Regions from separate parts of the Arabidopsis thaliana genome. Here region 2 is linked to region 1. Evidence: chromatin contacts called from public capture Hi-C data. All regions are on one chromosome and are shown on one strand. The core of a region is the stretch at or near the end of the contact, and the rest is flanking DNA. Distances in the headings are between cores, read along the strand shown. Region 1 holds the start of TPR1 (Tetratricopeptide repeat (TPR)-like superfamily protein). Region 2 holds the start of NRAMP1 (natural resistance-associated macrophage protein 1).

Evidence for each region. Capture Hi-C pulls out chosen DNA fragments and counts their contacts.
Region 2: a contact with region 1 is called in a capture Hi-C map of seedling, with 1.8 times the contacts expected there. A contact is called at or near these places in 2 of 3 other capture datasets (root and seedling).

What each region holds. Positions count from the first base shown.
Region 1 is chr1:30,264,539-30,270,473 of TAIR10.1, forward strand. TPR1 (Tetratricopeptide repeat (TPR)-like superfamily protein) reads right to left here and starts at 2,587. Exons shown (of 24, transcript NM_001334989.1): 1 at 2,362-2,587; 2 at 1,829-1,970; 3 at 1,577-1,756; 4 at 1,222-1,494; 5 at 952-1,129; 6 at 711-834; 7 at 462-571; 8 at 179-350; 9 at 1-82. The coding sequence starts at 1,908. AT1G80500 (SNARE-like superfamily protein) reads left to right here and starts at 5,907. Exons shown (of 6, transcript NM_106698.4): 1 at 5,907-5,935.
Region 2 is chr1:30,372,735-30,378,669 of TAIR10.1, forward strand. NRAMP1 (natural resistance-associated macrophage protein 1) reads right to left here and starts at 3,331. Exons shown (of 11, transcript NM_106731.3): 1 at 2,794-3,331; 2 at 2,473-2,551; 3 at 2,346-2,386; 4 at 2,180-2,258; 5 at 2,010-2,114; 6 at 1,800-1,909; 7 at 1,540-1,721; 8 at 1,223-1,466; 9 at 909-1,145; 10 at 727-822; 11 at 1-640. The coding sequence starts at 2,910. The coding sequence ends at 332. CCR2 (CRINKLY4 related 2) reads left to right here. Exons shown (of 4, transcript NM_106730.4): 4 at 1-65.

The sequences.
Region 1 (5,935 bases), core at 1,337-3,836:
TCCCAAACTTTGAAAGTCTTCTGGACTAGACGTTCTCGAGAACCGACTTCCCAGAGCCCAATATCCCCTACATTCGTACCAACTGGAACAAAGAAAATTGAAGCAAGAAACTTCTGGTTTTACAAAATTTCTGATGATGTATGTTACATGAAATATGCATACAGACCAAGAAACAGACCTAGTAGCAGAGTCTGTTTAATAGGATGGAAATCCATGCTCATGGGAGATGAGCCTTGGCTCAAAGTTCGTGCAACTGTCTTGGGCAAGTCATCAGGTGCTTTGAAGGTTTGATTATGACCATGAGCCTGCCCCGGGAATGTCATTGGTAACATGTTCACACCTAGACTCACCTACATATGGGGAGAAAGAAGAAATACGTTTAAAGTCTAAACTAGTACTACCAATTATGTAAAATTGGTATTGATAAGAAAATATATAATATTAATTAAGATTTTTCTCACCTCGTCAGAGATTCCCATAGGTCTGGTTCGCTTTGAGACATGGTCTGAGTCACCTGATGGATAGTCTACAGCGGAATTAGAAGGAGGAGTTCTCGGGTGTTTCAAGGCTGCTAAGAACCAAAAAGGAGAACATGTTACATAGATCACAGGTGAAACTTAAAGGTTCTGAAAAAAAGGCGAGGATAAAATTTAAGACTATAGTTCCACACAGCTTTTATAAAGAAACACCACATTTGATAAGCAAATAACCTTGGATGGATGGAGCACCAAGAGCAATGGGTCCTCCAGACACAGCTGGATGTGGGACAGAGGAAGGACTAGACATCCAACCAGCAAGAGGTGTCGGAACCGGAGAAGGTGTTGGTTGAAAAGGCTAAAGACATAAAGGTAAGTCAAGCACGGCATGTAAAGGTAACTATAGAGCTAGAACCAAAAGCAGTAGAAATGGCACTTATAGAAAATACGAAAAATCAGGTGGAAATTGACCTACCCCGTGTGCGCCTAGAGGAGGAAATCCCTCGGCTTTTGGTAATGATCCAAGAAGCGGATTGTTGACAGGGGATGGTGCTCGTGCATCATTTGGTAGGCGGCAGGAATGATCGACAAAGAGAGTCTTAATATCAGGATTAGGCCTTGGGTTCTTACAAAGCTGGTGTTGCCAATTTAAGCTGCAGGTTTATGTAGCCACATAGAAACAAGGAGTTAAAGTAGCTGACAAGAAGAAAATTTGTTGAAGTGAACAAGAAAGGACAAAGAATACCTCTGATTAATCAGAGTCCTGAGGCGTGAAGTTCTAAGGGTAGGAAACTGCAATTTATCACGGAATAAAGGATTAGCTTCAATCAACTTCTTGAGTTCCACCAACATGATAGCTCTGGCGGACTTTGTGTCCCCATACTTGGATAACTGCTCGTTCTCCCTGAAGTTTTCTAAGGTCAAGAGCTGAGTGATTTCCTTGAAAAGCTCCTCATTAAAAGTGGAAAACACTTTCAAATCTTTGACTAAAATATCGACAGCCTTGGGACGATCATGCCTAGATAGAAGCAGCAGCAGGTGTGATTGATTGGCAATATGAAAACATTTGATTCTTGTTGTTGTTGAGAGACACAAGTTACCTATCCAAGGCCTCGAGATACTTCTGCTTCCTAATCTCGAAGAAAATCTTCATGGAGTATCGATTATCATCAACTTTAGTAAAACCAGAGAGATACTTCTCAACCTCATCCCAGTTACCATTGTGCACCTCATCCTCAAAATACTTCATATTGAAGAAAAACCCAGATTCTTGTTCAAGCCTAATTAATAATCAATCAAGTTAATAATAATGCCTAATAAAAGACAAAAAGGAAAAGAGAGATCGGACATACTTATGAACAGTCTCTTTAAACTTCTCTTCATCTAAAAACTGTAAGATCAAGAAGACGAGCTCTCTGCTCAGAGAAGACATGATTGATTTTGCCACTCAGTCCGATAAAGCTATCAAGTCAGATGCAGAAAAACCCACCAGATCTGCATATCAATATAATGGCGACGATGATAACCTTACAAAACCATCAAATCATCCCAATTTACTGGGTTTCAGATATTCCTCCATTTAATTATTATTTTTAAAAAATGAAAATAGACACAGCCTCTTAATTACACAGTATATAACTAGATCTTTACAACTATCCTCCGGAAAATTCTCCAAAAGTCTCTATTCCGGCGGATTTAATTAGTGTTTAATTGGGCTACACAAAAATTAGGTCTTCCTAGTATTATTATTGTCCACCGAATTAAATATAAAGCTTAAAATGGCCATCTTTTTCACTTCCATGAGACAAAAACAAAAATCAAAAACCCAGAAAAGCTACGATTTAGATATTAAACCAAAAATGAAAGACCTAGATACGTTACTTGCCATGAAGAAGAAGAAGACGATCGATTTCAGAAACAAAGGCCAGAGCTTCAGTTTCTCTCTCCTGATATTGAAAGAGGCCAAGGATTTGGGTTTTTTGGACTCTCCTCTCTCGACCAGAAAGTAAGAAAAAAACTAATGGAAAAAAAAAAAACAAGTTTTCTCTCTCTCTCTCTCTCTCTCTTCAGGCTTATTTATACGAACATTAAAATCTTGCAGAAATGGAGACTTTAATTTAAAACCAAAAAATAAAAAGTGATTTTAATATGCGAAGGTGACGGATAACGGAGTCTAATAAGACAATGCACCTATCACACGATAAGGGAGCTGATTTTGATAAGCACGTTGACTTATATATAAGTACAGATTAAAGTTTAAACCAGCATATACGACTTAGCCGGCTACAATTCTCGACGTTATCGGCTCAGAATCTCTAGCTGCTAGCTGTACTCCAAGTAGACATGATCCTCTGTGTCACAACATGAGTACACCCTCGGTGAGTGCCGTCGATCTTGTACGATGAACCTTAAAGGATATTCATCCAACGGTTTGAAAGCGAAGTAGCTGCGTCCCCACATTTCCCTCATAACACGACAAAGCTTTTCCTTCTGAAATGCATCTTTAAGTTCCATTGCCCTTGAAAATGACAAATATTTACCTAAATTGCCATTTTTATTCTTGAGATGCGGTACTCGTTGAACAAAAATCACGTGATTGAGAGATAATGGAAGAGGTTATCAGTTAAATTCTCCCGACATGATAACTCTTAAGCCTTCTCGTGATTTGGAGTCGTTAATAATTTAGTGAGACTCGTTTAATTTCTAATCATTTAACTGTTTTGGATTGTTTTTGTTAATCGCATAATGTGATGTGAGCTATATATATATTGACTATTGAGGATTATAATCGAATTTATTTACTCGATGACTAATAAAATGATTTTGTTTGTTTATTCACAGCGTAATTGGTATTTTCGTTATATATATTCGACGGTTTAATTACAATGAACCAATATGTTAATTTTATAATGTGTCTAGTGTTATTTTATATTGGTCTTTCAGACTTTGACAAGAAACATCGAGTTTGACGTCATTACCGTAAAGTATTTTGGCACCAAATGAAGATCAATATTATTTGTTTTAATTGCTCAAGAATGATGATGGTTGCTTTTGCTAAAGTTATGGGTGCACAAGAAAAGTATATAACTTTTGAAAAGCACATTTTTATTCTTTTAATTTACACGGTAACACGAGTATCTCTACTTTTCTAGTAATGCTTACACAGATTGATATCTTGATTATTTGGATATAAGTTCATTTGCCGATTTAGCTTGCTTTTTTATTCAAATACTGATTAACATGGAATGCAAGAAAAAGGAAAAAAAAACCTTCTTCTTGCCATGGCGAGTGAGAGGACTACTAAAAAGAATACAGTAATTCCAAACTGATAAATATGAGTTTTTACGTGTGGAAAAAAAAAATTTGAGTATTACCTTAGCTCTGCAAGATATATTAAGAATACAGCAAATAAAGAAGAAATCAAATAAGCATATTAGATTTGTTTTCACAAACTGAAAAATCCTCAAATACATAAAAAGAAAAACACATAAAAATCCAAACTAATAAATATGATTAATGATTCACTGATTTTCGCCTGAACTAAATTATGGTCGTAAGTTTTTTGTAAAAAATTGTTAAAAAAACAAAAACTGTCTTATCGAGACTTATAACAAATGATGAAAATCTGAAGAAATAATATATATTTTTCAAATAATTATGTGGTTTGACATGTCAACGTCTTTATTATCAATCAGAAGACAGTAAGGAACATTAACAATGAAAAGGGAAGTTATAAATTAAGATGTCAATATCAGACAACTACTCGTCAATCCATTATGATACGTTTCATTATGAGTCACTAGGTACATGTGCATGATGTAATTATCACTTATTAAACAGATTATAATTTTCAACTAAAAATTCGATTTGGTTTCTAAATAATATTTACAAACAATACAAATCATCAATGACAAAAAAATTGTTTGCTACAACGTCAAACTATTTTAAATGAGTAGATTCTCGATAGATCCTCTACAATCTACATACTTTACTTTGAAATAACTCTCCACTCTCCAGATCAGAACACAAATTGTAATAGATTAATAGCTCAAAAATAGATGAGTACTTCTCTTTAGAAATATAAAAATCAGACTAACACGTTGAAAATTATATAGTACTATGTTTTATTTTGTAAACCGGTCATTAAAAGTTGTGGAGAAGTGAATGGTGGTCAGTGTTCACTGCATCTTCAATATTTTTTATACATTCTCCGGCCAAAAAACAGTGCACGTTGGTCCCATCTGGCTGGTCTGTTAAAAAGTCTAACGGGATAATTAAATTCTTACGGGAGATATTACTAAATCATTCAACGATGCTATCAAATCACTTTCAATAAAAAAAACAAAGTCAAATATAAAATATGTTTTCAATTAATAGAGCCACATACCGATTTTTTTTTTCCAAAGAAGGCATTGATTTTTCTAATAATTGTATTTATTTTAAATATTGGAATCTACAAAACATTATTTTAGGTCAGTTGGTCAATGCAATTGGTTAGAAAATCTGTAACCAATGAAAGGAAAATAGTGTCAAATTATACTAGTGAGTATGTTCATAAGTTACTAAAGTCCACTAAGTATTAATAAAGCGCACTATGTGAAACTACTACAATTATTATTGGCTATTTTTGTTTGTACTACTTGTTTTGTTTAATCATGGTTAGTTTTTTAAATTTTAAAACCAAACTTTAAGTTGATTAATAAATAAATAAAAACGTAGATGAGAAGGGTGTTGGCTAATGGCTATTGGTTACTTTCCACTTATGTATGTCCTCTCTTCTTCTCTTAAAAAGCTTAATTGCTTTGCTATTTTGATACTAGTACAGTCTATTCTTCAATTTATCAGCTTCTTCTCTTCTCTCATATCGCGGTAATTAAAGGCGATATACTGATTGCTTTCTGGGGAGAAGTTGTCGGTTGTCTTTTGCCATTATAATTATAATGTGAATTTTTGTAAGCCATAATTATTTGCACTATTTATTTATTTAGCCCAAATAAGCACGTATGTATATATAGATAGACTAATTTCCACGTATCCAAGACATTGCCGCTAACTATTTTTTGTTGGGAAAATTTGATTTTTGTTATATGACGACGACAGCGACACCATCAAATTTGTTTATTTATTTCGGTTCTCTTGTTATCCCAACGCCGCTTGGATTGATATTTGTCTACTATCAAACTTCATTATACTTTTGAGCGAATTAACCAAAAGATTTGTAATGACACCTTTTTATTTCAAAACGTACGGATAATATTTTGTCATAGACCAAACTATTTTTTTCATAAAAATTAGTCTATGTACTACATATCAAACTTGTTGGTAATTCGTTGGGGTTGGTTTCTAGTCGTCTTCCCATCTCGTTGGGACTAAAACAACATTCTTTTAGCCACTTTCACTATTATATAATGGAACGAAATGACAAGCCCGTTAAAGACCCAATAGCCCAATATTGAATC
Region 2 (5,935 bases), core at 2,081-4,580, 110 kb after region 1:
CTTATAAAGTCTATCGAAAAGAAAAAGACTTTGTGAATGGTTTCACTCTAATTATTGTTTAATCTTATATCGTTACATATATCTATATAGCTGATTGTTCTTTTCTGATTTTTTTGGTAATTGAAAATATGAAACATCATGAGTATGATATGATAATGGAAGCAATGATTTTATTATGCCATGTGTTATTAGAAGTTTGTTTCCTACGAAGATCTGGTTAAAGAAAAGACGCAAACCGATTCATATAACCTTTATTCTAGTACACTATCGAAAGGTTTTTATGAACTTGGTTTAGATCTAATTTTATTGGAATCCTAAGCTTAATGATGACTCAGTCAACATCGGAGGTAGATACTCTACATGGTAACTGCATGTTGACAATGTCCTGTCTTGGAAGTGTCTCCACATTTTGTGAGTCTCTTGAAATAAGAAGAGAAGTGGCTACTCTGTTTTTCCGGAAGACAAGGTAAGCTATGGCGGCTAAATAGAGAGCAATGCCTGCGAACCCAAGAATTCCACAGAAGACGACGAGGATAAGCTTCATATGACTGTGGATAAGCAGTTTGATGAAACTGCTTACTAGATAGTATATGTTTATTCCCATGATTAAACCACCAATGACCCAAGTCAAAGCTGTAATCTGTGAAGAAAGGGAACATATATATGAAGTCAGAGATGATCAAAGTATCTCATCTTTGAATGAAAATGTGTTTGATTATTACATACCGCCATTGGGTTGACATGTGAACCCATCTTGGTTTTGCAACTTGTGAATTTGAGAAGAGGAACCAACGCAAACGGGAGCTCAAAGGATAAGATCATCTGTTTTAAGATGATGATTTGATTTCATGAAGTAAGTCATATATATAAGTATACATGATAACTAGAGTTAGAAATGATTTTAGTACCGAGGCAATGATGATTAACTTTCCAGCTCCAGCTGAACCACCGATGAGAGCAACAATTAGACTCGGGATTATAGCTAAACATCTTGTTAGTAAGTTTCTGAGCCATGGCTCGAGTCTGAGATCAAGAAAGCCCTGCATTACATATTGTCCAGCATAAGTTCCGGTTATCGTCGAGCTCTGACCAGAAGCAAGAAGCGCGATTGCAAATAGCTTTGAGCTCCATTTTCCCACAACGTTCTGTTTGAAAACAGAGGAAAGACATCACTTAAATGTTATGGAAAAGAAACAGAACAACAAGGAAGCAAACAATTTACCCGTAGCAGAAACGAAGCCTTGTTTAAGTCCAAATCCTCACAATTAGCTCGATCTTCAGGGCTTAAGTTGGGGGCATTACAAACAGCCCCGCTTACTGATATTACAGAGACGTTTATGAGAAAGGCCACCATTAGAGCCAATCCACTTTCTATCAAGTAAAACCTGCAAGCTTCCTTGATACCAGAAGCGGAACGAGGGATTTTCCTCGAGAGAACCAAGGCCGAGTGGAGGAAGAGATTATGCCTGCAGAGAACAGATGTTGTTCTCAGCAAAGAATCTTATGATGAATGGTGGTGAAGAGAGAGAGTGAGCTTACGGCATAACCATGGCTCCGAGCAAAGAGATTGCGAGACCAGTTGCACCATTTCCTTTAAGTTGAGGAACAAAGAGACCATGTAGGACTTCTCCTGGGTCTGGCTTTGAGTAATGAAGCTCAACAAAGAAGCATATTGCAATTGTGAACACAAGAAACGCTATCAAGAACTCCAGCTTTCTCACCTGTATTATACCAAACATTCATAAGAATTCACCTTACATATAAGCACCGTGAACGAGAACAAGAGATGAAACTAATACCCCGTATTTTTGAAGTGCGAGAAGAATCAGCGTACTTAAGCCTGTCAGAAGAACACCGATCCACACCGGTATGCTAAAGAGCATGTTCAGAGCAAAAGCTGTTCCGATAACTATATATATATATATATAAGAAAACCGATTTTGGCAATTAGTATCAACAGAGAGAGGTTAGTATTGAATCACACTGTAAAGAGTAAACAAGTGTGATACCTTCCGGTATGTCACAAGCAACTACTGCAATTTCAGCAACGACCCATAACATAAAGTTTGGAACTTTGGAGTACTCGGCTCTACATTGCTCAGCCAAATGTTTTCCTGTAGCGGAATTTAGTAAACTTGGATCATAAAACTAAAAGAAAAGAGTGGATTTTTGTGGTAACCTGTGACAACACCAAGATTAGCAGCCAGAGATTGAATCACCAAAGCCGCACATGAGGCCACCAATATGATCCAAAGTAACTGTTATTACAAAGAAAGAAATCATGATTTTGTAAAAAATGCAAACTAGTATAAGATAAAAGCGAGGGAAGGAGAGTATGAACGCACTTCATACTTGTAGTGTGCTCCAGCTTGCAGATCAGTCTCAACTGCAGAACACAGGAAGAAGAAACAAGAATGAATCATCTCAAATCTTTACAGATTATTAAAAAAAAAGAGAGAGTAATGTGCTTACAGTTTCCAGGATCAATATATGCGATTGAAACAAGAAAACCAGGGCCTAAGTAAGCAAAGAAATTCTTCCAGCTCTTCTTCTGCAAAGTTGATGATTCAAAACAAACTCATTATCATTTTTTGAATCAAGATTCTCTGTGTTTTTTGTTTAGTCTTCTGATATGTTGACTCTGAAAACGATTTCTTGACTCAGAAACTGGTACGCATGTGAGTTATGTTTACAAGATAAAACATAAAAACAGATTTACAAAGCCAAATCAATCAACAGATTTAAAAAGAGATTATAAAATCAACAACAAAAGAAAAAAGAAGAAGAAATGACCTCAGAGACAATAATCTGATTAGAATCAGAGTTCTCGATGAGTGGAGAATTGGAGAAGCTTCGGTTACCGCCGGAACTGGAAATGAATTGAGACCGTCCAGATCCTGTAGCCGCCATCGCCGTCTCTCTCTTCCTAATCTCTTTCTTGTTTAGTATACAACAACTCCACAACGATATATATACATATAATGGATGCGACTTTTTCGATAAGTTATTTTTTTTTTCTTTTATTCTTCTTACTCGGGGATAAGTTAATTTATAGGTGCATTTTATTGAAGATTCTTCTTAGATAAATAATAAAAAAAAAAAAATGGTGGTTCTGTTTTTTTGTACGTACCTCGGACTCTGAGGAAAATAAAAACAGAGTGATAGAAGTGTGTGTAGCAGAAACAAAATGTGTTGCAAAAAAAAAAAAGTGTGTGTAGCAGAAAAAACGAAAAAGTGAGAGATCTCTGAAAAAGCAAGTTCAAACCAAGTGTTTTTTTTTATTGGGTCCTCCTCAAAGTACACTAAAGACAATATTTATATACTCTTTTTGTCTCAACATGCATGTTCTTTTCTTTCTCAGTTGTTTTATCAAAGTTATGATCCAGGCCAAGAAAAAAATGTAGGGTAGGTAAGTCGAAATATCGTGGAAATTCATATTATTTTAAGATAAATAGGATTATTGTATACTAGTTTAAACCAAATTTAATCGGATAGTGTTGTTAATAAACTAGTAGTTGATTGATTAAGAGTTTGAGATATTAAAATTTTTATTTGTTTCCGTCTGTTTGAGATATTAAATAAATAGAGAAAAAAAAACACACAGACACAGTCACAGAGGGGACGTTGAAGTAGGAAATGAACAAGTTGAGTGGGTGGGTCCACTGTAATGGGAAGCTAAAACGTGATTGGATCTCAGCGACTGCGATCGAAGGTGGGTCCTACTCACACTTTCAGTTTTATTCATAGATAGATTCTCTCTAAAATGTTTTTTTTTTTTTTTTCATTTGGACGGCTTTCTCTTCTCTTCTTGGCCCCTAATCTAATCAACACCAATCTTTCTTGTTTTCCTATCAAGATTAGATTCGCTTGAAATATGGATTTGGAACACAAACATAGTTTTCATACAGTGGATCCTGTTCGTCGAAGCTCATTGATACAATCAAATTAAAGTCTTATACTTAAAACCTAACTATATATCAATAGGATTGTGCTTCGTTGCCCAAAATTTCTTTGTTATTTTATTTTGGTAAACAAAGTAGAATCGCTATAGTTGATTTCTATATTTCAGTTCTGTTCTGATAACTACTTCTTGTAGTTCTCTGAATTGATACAAGAACTATGTCAACTCTTGCATTTTCATTACGGTTTTAGTTGCGTTTACTTTTTAATATAAATGGTTTAAAAAATTACTGTTAGAAAGATTAAATCAAAGGTATCTGACTTTTTTACACGTCAAACATGATTTAGCGAGCTAACAGTTAAGAGCACCAAACACGGCTCATATAGGTAAGGCAGAGGTGTGACCGCCACCAGCCCAAGAAAATAAAATGCTAAAATTATTTTTTTTGGTAAAAGTCTTTTACAGTTTTATGTGTGATAGAATTTTTATACTTAGTTTTTCTTTTTCGGAGAAAAATGATAACTAAGAAAATAAATAGTACTTTTTGCTTTACTAATCTCTCTCCTCTAACTGTCACACAAAATTAATTCCTGAATTTGTAAAAATCCCTTTTTGTAATGAAGCTTAAGACATGATTATATGAAATGGTTTTTGTTTTAGCATGTTTGAAAAGACCCCTTTTTGTAAGTCGTCCTAAGGCTTCTCGATTGTTTGAGCCGGTGCTAAAGAATACTACTATAGCTTTACGTAAGAATAGGAATGTTTATTTTGAAGATGGAAAGAATAAAGTTGTTTTCACTGTTTATTTAGTTGACTCATGAGATGCTTTTATTACCTTTAAGCCGTACGATCTAAGATATGAGCCATTGATTGCACTTAATATTATCCCAAAAACCGAAGCATTGAGAATATGCCAATGTTTGATTAATTTGACCTCCACAATCTACGGCCATTATTTATCAAGAAGAAAAAAACAGCACATTATATATTCTACTAAGGTACTCAAGTCTTCTACCACAATTTCGAAACTACAAATAGGGCACTATTTAGCAGTCAAGATAAAATCGGTAGATTTAATTATGATTTTTTTCGGAAAGTTGACTTAAGTACATACGTTCTTATCTTATTTATCATGCATTATATTTACGTGTTTTTTGAACATATTTAGAGAAGCTACCGGTGTAGAGTTATATGAAATGATCGCGACAATCAGTTATTGTTATATATGCGACCTTTTTTTGTTTGAGAATCTACAAGTGTAAAGTTATATGAAATGATCGCGACAGTATGTAATTTATATTTATGCATATGTTACAGACTTATAGTTATCACTATCACATGATGTACATTGTTACTGGACAATATATTAGTGAATTATAAAACTGGAAACATATATTTTAAACTATGTAAACTGGAAAAGACTTTTGATAAATTAAGTTATCTGATAAAAAATGAATCTACTAATCGAGAGAAGTACTAGTATTTTGTTTGGTTATTTAGTCAACGGGAAAAAGGGAGAAAAAAAAAAAAAAAAAATTAGTCAACGTGAAAATTTGACTGATGGCGTGAAACTGCGAGCGAGTATGTGAAATTCCAACTTTTTAAATGGTTGGGCTTTATATGTGAACGTTTATGGGTTTAGTTCAAGCGAGTAATAAATGAAATATATGGGCTTTACATATTGAGCAAAGAATACCCGTAACACACGCTGCTTATTTTCTGTATACCCACCATCAAATTTTGAAACGACGAGTGATACAAAATACAGTAGTTATATCATTTTGGTTAATAACAAATTCTATTTCGATATGAATGAAATGAAGCAATCATTCTTAAAAGTTTAATGCTTAATGGTGGGGTGTAATCCGATGCAAGTCCGTGTTGGGCCAATTTTTTTATTTAAGCTAATTGGGCTTAGTTGAATTGAATTGTGTTAATGTGAAATGAGCCATAATTGATTGGCTGAGCTTGACAGTGCACTAGATATGCGATAGCTTTTGAACATCGTTATTAAGTTTTAGTATTTAGACCCAT